Linked DNA regions of Mus musculus: region 1 is linked to region 2. Evidence: chromatin contacts called from public HiChIP or PLAC-seq data. All regions are on one chromosome and are shown on one strand. Each heading gives the region's core, a stretch centred on a gene start, on an enhancer-like site or on the middle of the called end of the contact. The rest is flanking DNA. Distances are from core to core; before and after follow the strand shown. Region 1 overlaps Gpc3 (glypican 3). Region 2 holds the start of Gpc4 (glypican 4).

The links. HiChIP or PLAC-seq counts read pairs in DNA pulled down with a chosen protein or histone mark.
Region 1: an H3K27ac HiChIP or PLAC-seq map of embryonic stem cells shows a contact between it and region 2, with 14 read pairs. The contact joins the enhancer-like site here to the promoter of Gpc4 in region 2. A contact is called at or near these places in 6 of 39 promoter capture datasets (the 3T3-L1 cell line, 3T3-L1-derived adipocytes, embryonic stem cells and 2 more), 3 of 484 Hi-C or Micro-C datasets (the HL-1 cell line, cortical neurons and embryonic fibroblasts) and 7 of 115 datasets of contacts at active chromatin or transcription factors (embryonic limb bud, embryonic stem cells, heart atrium and 2 more).

Annotation. Positions count from the first base shown.
Region 1 is chrX:52,318,008-52,322,234 of GRCm38.p6, reverse strand. All of the region lies in intron 6 of Gpc3 (glypican 3), which reads left to right. Among named protein-coding and RNA genes, the nearest start is that of Mir6384, 58 kb to the left of the region's middle. Within about 2 kb of position 1,419, at least 6 of the 459 cell types and tissues checked have an H3K27ac peak or open chromatin away from gene starts, as enhancers often do.
Region 2 is chrX:52,162,339-52,166,285 of GRCm38.p6, reverse strand. Gpc4 (glypican 4) reads left to right here and starts at 1,363. Exons shown (of 9, transcript NM_008150.2): 1 at 1,363-1,670. The coding sequence starts at 1,511.

The sequences.
Region 1 (4,227 bases), core at 170-2,669, 160 kb before region 2:
AGAGTGACTTATACAGCATCACACAGGTAGTGAACTGGCTGGGTAGAGATTTAAATCCATGCTGGTCATATTCCAAAGCTCACACTCTTAACTGCTATGCAGCATGACCTGCTCGCTGTGTAAAGTACATATATAGCCATTAATTCTAGCCTTGTGCATTTGAGGTTCTGGCTTCATCTCAAAAGTGCAGAGTTTCCAATTGTTTCCAATTACTTGTGGCTGTGGTTTGGTGCATTTGTTCAAAGAAAGTGTGCATGCAAAGCGGGGGTCACATGCAAGGCCTCGTGGATGTACACAATGTGTAAATCGTATTGGCATTCCAAAAAGTCCAAGATTCATTGGAGTTACCACATTTGTTTCTCATTAGATTATGCTACTCAAAGACAAACAGTAAAGCATGTGTTTACATTACTGTGGACATGGAGAGCCATGCCCCCAAAACATTCCTTGCAGGTTGTATAAAGCTAAGCACCCAAACAATTCCAAATCAGTTTTTGTGAGCCCAGCTTAATAGCTTTAAAATGTAACCTGGATTCCCCACCCCTCCCCCCAAAAATTGCCTAGAAGACATGTGAGCAGCCAAAGAGACATCAGCTCAATACCCAAACTATGTATCAAACCCCGTATTTCCAGTATCTATTTTGTTAGTTATTCTTTATTATTTTGTAAATGTTAAGGTGATTAGAGTCAAGAAAACTCTTAGCTGTATAGCAACAGGAATGGCATTATTGATTCCATCCTAACTGGCTGTCCAAAGCCTATCAAAACAAACCCATTCATGATGAGATGGTTTGGTTATGTAAGACACAGTAGATGCAAAGCAAGACAGGGGCATCCAGTGTTATTAAGAGCATAGCGTTGTTGCCCCTTCTTGGTTTTGTTTTGTTTTGTTTTGTTTTACTTTTGAAACAGGGGTCTCACTATGAAGCCTCTGCTACTCTGGAACTCCCTAAGCAGACCATGCAAGCCTCTAACTCACAGAGATCCAGTTACCCACCTCTCTCTGCTAGGGTGCTGGAATTAAGGCGTGCACCACCACACCTACTTTTATTGCCCTGTCTTTACTTTCCTACCCAATAGTAAAAGTCTTTCCCATCAAGTTGTAGTTAACACCTAGCCTCCAAGAGAACGTCATAGAGTAGGAAGTTACCAGAAATCAAGGCAACCGAATTAAAAAAGGGTAACTGAAAGTCTCAGTTATAGATGTCTTTACCTAACTAGTACGTTTCTTAGAGCACTTGGGACTTAAGGACTTAATGATTTTTTTTTTTTACTAAGATCTTTATCAATCACCCAGTAAGGTCTTATATACTCTCTGAGGCTCAGAGTGTTCCCTTGATGAAGAAACTGGGAATGGCAGACTTCCCTGCCGCAAAAATTCGAGGGCTGCATTCCAAAGGACTTTGTGAGTATGTGAGAGGACATGTGCTCAGTCCCAGCTCAGTGTGAGGCTGATAAGACTCTTGCCCTTACAATCAGGACAGTAACAAGAGGCGCATTGTCTGTACCATGTAGACAGATCAAGAGGGGTTTCTCCCATGGGCCTCATTGCAGCATATTTGATCCCTGTAAGAACAAGAAGTATATTATTCAGATCTTTGTTCTCTTGTCAACCAAGCATGAAAAGAACGTTGACCAAATTGTGTTGTCCCATGTTGTAGTGCCCCTTTGTGGATATGTATTTAAGAATATGAAATTGATATATTCTAGAAAGCCTGGTTTTTTTTTCCTGCACCCTGATTCTAATTTTCTTACATAATTATGTCAGGGTTTTGTTTCCTTTTATTGCATGAACCTGAGTACCCGTTTCTATGCTTACTTTTCAGTGTTTGCCTTTCTGATCAAATGAAGTCAATCACCTTTATAGAAGAGGCTTTTCATTCTCCTTACAAGGGGATTTTTATTAACTATGATGGCAAAAGGTCATGATGGCCATACCTCAGGAAAAAGAAAAATGTCATTGTCTTCTACTCTCTTCACAAACTGGTTTGAAGAGTAATAACAAGGATTCCAGCAAGCATAATAATAATAATCACATACATCTGGCTAGCACCATTCAAGTCCAAAGCCAGCTCCAGAGAGTTTCTAAGAAGCAGGGTAATAGTGTGAAACCTTTATTAGAGTGTGACATAAACCTTAAATCTCAGTTACTTAGGAAGCTGAGGCAGGAGAATATCTTTGAACTCTTAAGTGTGAGACCAGCCTGAGAACATTCTAGAACCTGACCCCCCCCCAAAAAAAACACAAACAAATAACAAAAGTACCTCATCTGGGGTTTAGTCACATTAAGACTCTGGAAGACAGGTGTATTTAGAAATGCAGATGTGTTTTGTCTTTGAGATGTTATGAATCCAGCTTAGGACCTCATACCTACCAAACTCTCTGGAACTTACCACTGAGCTACATCCCCAGCCTAGGGAGCCTCATTTCCAACAAGCATCTTAGATAACTTTTATACAAGTTTTATTCTCATTTCCATGGTTGTCTATGGATTCGGAGTACACTCTCTTTAATCTAGCAATCCTACTAAAGGAAATGATAAAAAATGTGAGGTGATATGAAAACACTTGATGAGAATAACTATGTGTGGGAAGTCAGACATAACTATAATGCAAACATTGGATGCTGAAAAGTGGTTAAGGAAATTTTGATAAATTCCTTTATTGCTGTATGTTTTTACCACAGTTCAAATACTATAGTTTTCTTATTCATTATAAGACTTCTATGAGGCAAACACTATTTCTCACATTTTATTTTAGAGAGATTAAGCAGCTTCTCTGAAAATAAATGTGTAATTGCTCGGGAAACTAGGATTACAACCTAAGTATGCATGATTAGAAAATTCAAGATTTACTATATAAAAGTCATCAATTTAAAGCCTTATTTTAAAAAAAAACATAAACAAAATAGAGTCTTTCCTTTTACTTTTCCATATATATATATATATATATATATATATATATATATGTTGTATTAATCAGCTTTCTGTTGTTATGACAAAGTCCCTGAGATAGTTAACAAATAAAGACAAAGGGTTTTTTTTTCCCTACTCATGGTTTCACAGGTTCCAGACCATGGTCTGTTGCTTTTGTGCCGTGGAGAAGCAGAACAACATGGCAATGAGTACATTGAAGAGGGGCTGCCTCCCCCACTTCATGGAAGCCAAGAAGGAGGTTAAGCGCAAGCTTAGAACCCAATGTCTTCTTTAAAGGCACAAGCCCAGTGACTTAACTTCTTTCCACTAGATGCCACCTCCTTCCTTATACTTTTGTCCTCTCCCAATAAGGCCGTTTTTTCTGGAGACTAAACCTTTACTATATGAACATGGGGTGGGGGAGTATTTAAGATTCAAACTCTGCCAATAGTGTGATACATGACAGTGTGTTATGAGATCAAGAACAACCTGACCTATGTAGTAAGATTCTATCTTAGAAGACAAAGTGAAAAAGATAGATGAAGAACATAACATGGTACTTTACACATTACAAAAAAAAAAGTTCTAAAATAAAATCAAGACTTAGATATGGTGGCATATTCCTATAGTCTCAGCACTCCAGAGATCGGGGTAGGAGAATTCCAAATTTGAGGCCAAATCTGGGATACATAGCAAGACCTTATGTCAAATCCAATGTATAAATATGTATTGACAATATGCTTAGCCAACTGTAACCATGGTTCAGACAGCTGAGCAGAGGGTAGCAGCTATAGAAAATGCTGGGTTATGAATGGTCTTTCCCACTCTGCATATGTGAATCCATGTGTGACAGGCAGATGCTTCAGGTTTAGAGCCCGGCTGTGTGGACAGTGGATGAAACAGTCAGATTTGTGTTTTAATATTTGACATTGCTAATCACTATTCTGAGCCACAGGCTTATTTTTTAAAGCTGACAGGATAGTATCCTTTGCAAATGACAAACAGTTCATCAACAACACTAAGCCCTTTGTGTTACCTGTGCTTGTGTACCGGTCTCTCCTAATCTTCTTTTTTATAAAGTAAATACTAAGTCTGAGAGATATTGTAAATAGTGAGAGAACAAAAGAGCTATAGTGTGAAATGGAATTAGCCTGATTGGATTTCTGAGGGAAAGTCAATGCTGCACTAAATCCATATCCATTTATTGGCAATTCTTCCTCAGACCCATTGTCTTTCTTTCAACCCTCTTCTTCATTCTCTTCCAAAGCAATAGTTTTCCTGGTTTGAATTTGTTTTGTTAGTGTGTGAGGACG
Region 2 (3,947 bases), core at 114-2,613:
CCACTAGAGTCTTTTCATTCAAGAGTCTTGGGACTTTGGACACATTGACCTTAGGTGAGTGCTAATTCTTAGCGTTTCTTTCTTTCTGTGGGGTGTCAATTCCTATACCCTACACAGGGCAGTGTGGGGCCAAAAGTTTTTCTGAGCAACCTTGATTTAGCTCCATCTCCTTGAGGTTCAGTGATTGTTTTCTGGTCAGTTTCAGAGTTTGTGTATATTTATTGCAGAACTTAGGGTGTGAGCGTGCGTTGAACAGTGTGTGGGGATGAAGCAGGTGAGAAGATGATTGCTAGAGTTAGGGGCTAGCTTGTGCTCTTGGGGGAACACTGTGATGGGTCAAGGGGGGCTAGGTGAGCCTCTCAGCCCAGCTGTGAGTTCCAGGTCCCCCGGCCCCCACCCCGCGTTGTTTGGATCAAAGCAATGCCAGTATGTGAGTGTGCCTTCCTTGCCCAGGTGTTGGTTAGAAGTGGCCCTGGATGCTGGGTAGAAGCAGCGAGGCTGGTATTGGGGCTGGAGGGCTAAGTGCTGCTCAGGCCCATGGGGATAGCCTGTCAAGTGGCTGTGGAGAAAGGCTTGTGGCTCAGACAGGGGCTCAAGGCCCCAAGATCCAGATCACCAGGATCTCTTGAGACTTGGCCCCTTAAGCGGGAAGAAACTGCCCTTTCCTCTCTTGCTGGGGGGGGGGGCGGGGGGCAGGTTCCCCGCCTCTGAAGAGGAGGGCAGGAGGGAGGAGCCCAGCAGGGCGTGTCGCAAGAGGGAGCGCCGCGCGCCCCGTGCGGGCCCCCTAGGAAGTGGATTTGGCCCGCTCCAGATCCAACCCAGCTTCCAGGTTTTCTCCCGGCCCGGCCCTGCGTGCTCCCGCCTGTCTCGGGCTCGCCCCCCCCCTCATGCCCGCCCCCTCCCTCCCTTAGGGCCGCCCCGCTTGGCCAAGTTTGCGGAGCCTCGCTGTGCGAGCCGGGCCAGTCAATCAGCGGCAGAGCTGAGAAGGGCACAGCCGTGCGGCCGAGGGCAGTGAGCTGAGCCGGGCTGGGTGAGCGGAGCAGCGCCGGGTGGCTGAAGCCCCGCGCCAGCGATCGCCCGCCGACGCCGCCCACACTCTGCTCTTCTGCGACGCCTGCCACCTTCCCTTCCTTCCCTGAGCCCCTCCGCCCCTGGCTAGCTGGCCCGGGTTCTCTAGCCTTCGGAGTCCCGAGGTCACGGATCCTCTCCCTAGTCCCTTGGGTCCCGCGCCCATTCCACGCCTTTTTCCTCGTACCGCACCCCGGCTGGGCGCCTGGCACCGGGGACCGTTGCCTGACTCGAGGCCCAGCTCCACTTTTCGCCCGCGTCTCCTCCTCCTGCCCTCCTCCTCCTCCTCCTCCTCCTCCTTCACTACCAACTTCAACTCCCCGGTTCTCGCTCCGCTCGTGAGTGTTCACTCCGCGCCTCTCCGCCCGCTCCGCAGCGCTGCTTTCCATCGGGTCTCATTCTGTCCCCTAAAGGTGGGAGCGCGTCCGTCAGGGTCCGCACCATGGCACGCTTAGGCTTGCTCGCGCTCCTCTGCACCCTGGCCGCGCTCAGCGCCTCGCTGCTGGCTGCGGAGCTCAAGTCGAAAAGTTGCTCGGAAGTGCGACGTCTCTACGTGTCCAAAGGCTTCAACAAGAATGATGCCCCCCTCTATGAGATCAACGGTAGGTGGGAATCCTGCACTCTCCCCATTACCGAGCGGTGGGCACCCCGGGAAAAGGGGCGCCCCCCCCCACGCCGCATCAGGTAGCCGAGAGGGAGAAACGGGCAGGCAGGAGAGCCAGCCCCGGCTTTGAGCGGGCACCGCGAGTGGAGGGGCGCCGCCGGTTTATTCAGTGCCACCCAGGTCCTTTGCTGCTGCCCCCCACCCCAGCCCTCTCACTCCCGGGAAGCCACTAGGGACTCTGGCCCTCAACGTGCGTGGCTTGGGCTCTCTCGCCTTTTCCGGGTTGAATTCTTTACTGGGTTCCCCGCTTTGTTGTGTGGGTGACGACGAGGCCGAGTGGGGGCGGGGTGGGGAACCTCCTGGAGTTTGCAGATTCCTAGGGGCGCAAAACGTGAGACTTGAATGAGCCGCTCATTGACGGTCTCCTAAAATTCCTCTCCCCGCCGCCTCTCTTCCACCGCTGACACGGTTTAGTTTTTAGGAGCTGCAAGGGCTTTAGAAGTCACCTTTAAAAAGCGAACTCTTCTTACTCCTTCAAATCCCGACTTTTGGGAAGTCTCCAGCTTTCCGGAAGGTGTTGGATAAAACGGGTATTTCCCTTCCTTTTCTCTTTTCTCACCTCATTTTAAGGGTTAATTGCACTTTCAATTACAGACCTTTGAAAGGACTGATTACAGGAAACCTAAATCTCAGTTTGGAGATGGTTATGCAAATGAAGATGGCTTTGCCTCTGAAAAAGTTCACCGGATTTCAGCGCTGGGGGGGTTGCGGGGGGTTGTGTATGGTATTTGGGGGAAGTCCTCCTAGAGCGCTGGGGAGGCTGCATCAGGTATGCCCTCCCCTCCTGCTCCCGAGGTCTCCAGGCCCGCTGGTGGCAGTGCCTGGGCTAGTCCTCCTTCCCTGTTGTACTAGATTTTTGAAGCCGCCAACTGTTGCGCACAGCCCTGCGGGCTGGCGGCCGAAACGGCACAGGTAGCTTGTTCACCCTGGAGACTCTGAAGGAGCTACGAATCTAACTGGCTTTTGGCCAGCTTAACCTAACGGAGGCGTTAGAGATTCGAGCCCCGAAGGCCAAATCTCCATTCCGAACCATTCATGGAAGTGTGCAGAGTGCGCCTTTGCCTCGCTGTACTGGTTGCCCGGGTGGGGCAGGCAGGGGGCCAGCAGCCAGCAAAGGAAATACTGTAATTTTAACCAGGCGCTTCCAAAAGCTTTAGAAGACTTGGGGGTCATCTTTTGGAAGGCTATTAATAACCTCGGAGATTAAGTGTGGTCATCAATTACATATAAACTACAAAAGTAATTGAGGGAAGTGGCTGGGTACTTTCAGAGTGTAATCGGGCTCCATCTAGAAATAGAACTGAAGAAATTGTTGGTAGTAGCCCAGGCGTCCACTGCACCTTGGCAGTTGTCAAGTAACTCACAGGCTACTGATGAAAGGCTGTTTGCCCTTCAGCTGCCTGTCTTTTTGGGAACTCAAGTATGTCCTCCCAGACTCATGATTTTATTGGTTGTAGAGCTCTGAAAAGCCCCCTTTCTTTTCCCTCTTCCTCCTGCCCTGCCAGCAAAAGAGAATTGAACCGGCAGCCGCAGAAGCTTGGGAGCTCTGCAGGTCAGACCTGAGGTCTTTGTGCCCTGCACGGCTCGAGCCTGGGTGCTTCAGAGATGATTGGCGTGAAGGTTACAGTTGTCATTCCCACATTCTGAAGGGAGGCATGCAGCTATGCACTTAATGGGACAGTGACAAGTTTCCATGTGCCTGTACAAACAATATGTGCCTCTGAGATGGTCTAGAGGCATTTTGGCCGAGGGCTATGAAATCACCCTCCCCAGGTACTTCAGGTTTGTGGTGTGCAGTCTCTAGAGATGGCAGCATCCCCAGCCATCAGTCTGATGGACAAGGAATTTGGGAAGGTGATGGTCAGGGACGATGGGTGTTCCCTTTGATTGTCACGGGCACTGAAGATACCTGAGGTACATCTTTGTATAAATGTCTATCTGGACCCCCCAAAAAAGATAGGGAGTTATTAGTGCCCAGCAGCAGGAAATGGAAGCTAATGTGCTCACACCCAAAACATTTTATTCTTTTTGTCTTGTCCTTCATCTCCCTCCCAGGGCTGCTGCTTTTATTTCCCCCTTTCAGTGACCTACTGGACTGCATTCTCCTGAGGAACAAAGGAAGTGCCTTTTTAGCTGGAATCCTTGGAAGACCACCAAGGACTTTAGCTCATGCAGTGCAATTTCGCACCACTTTCAACAATAACAAAAATGCATG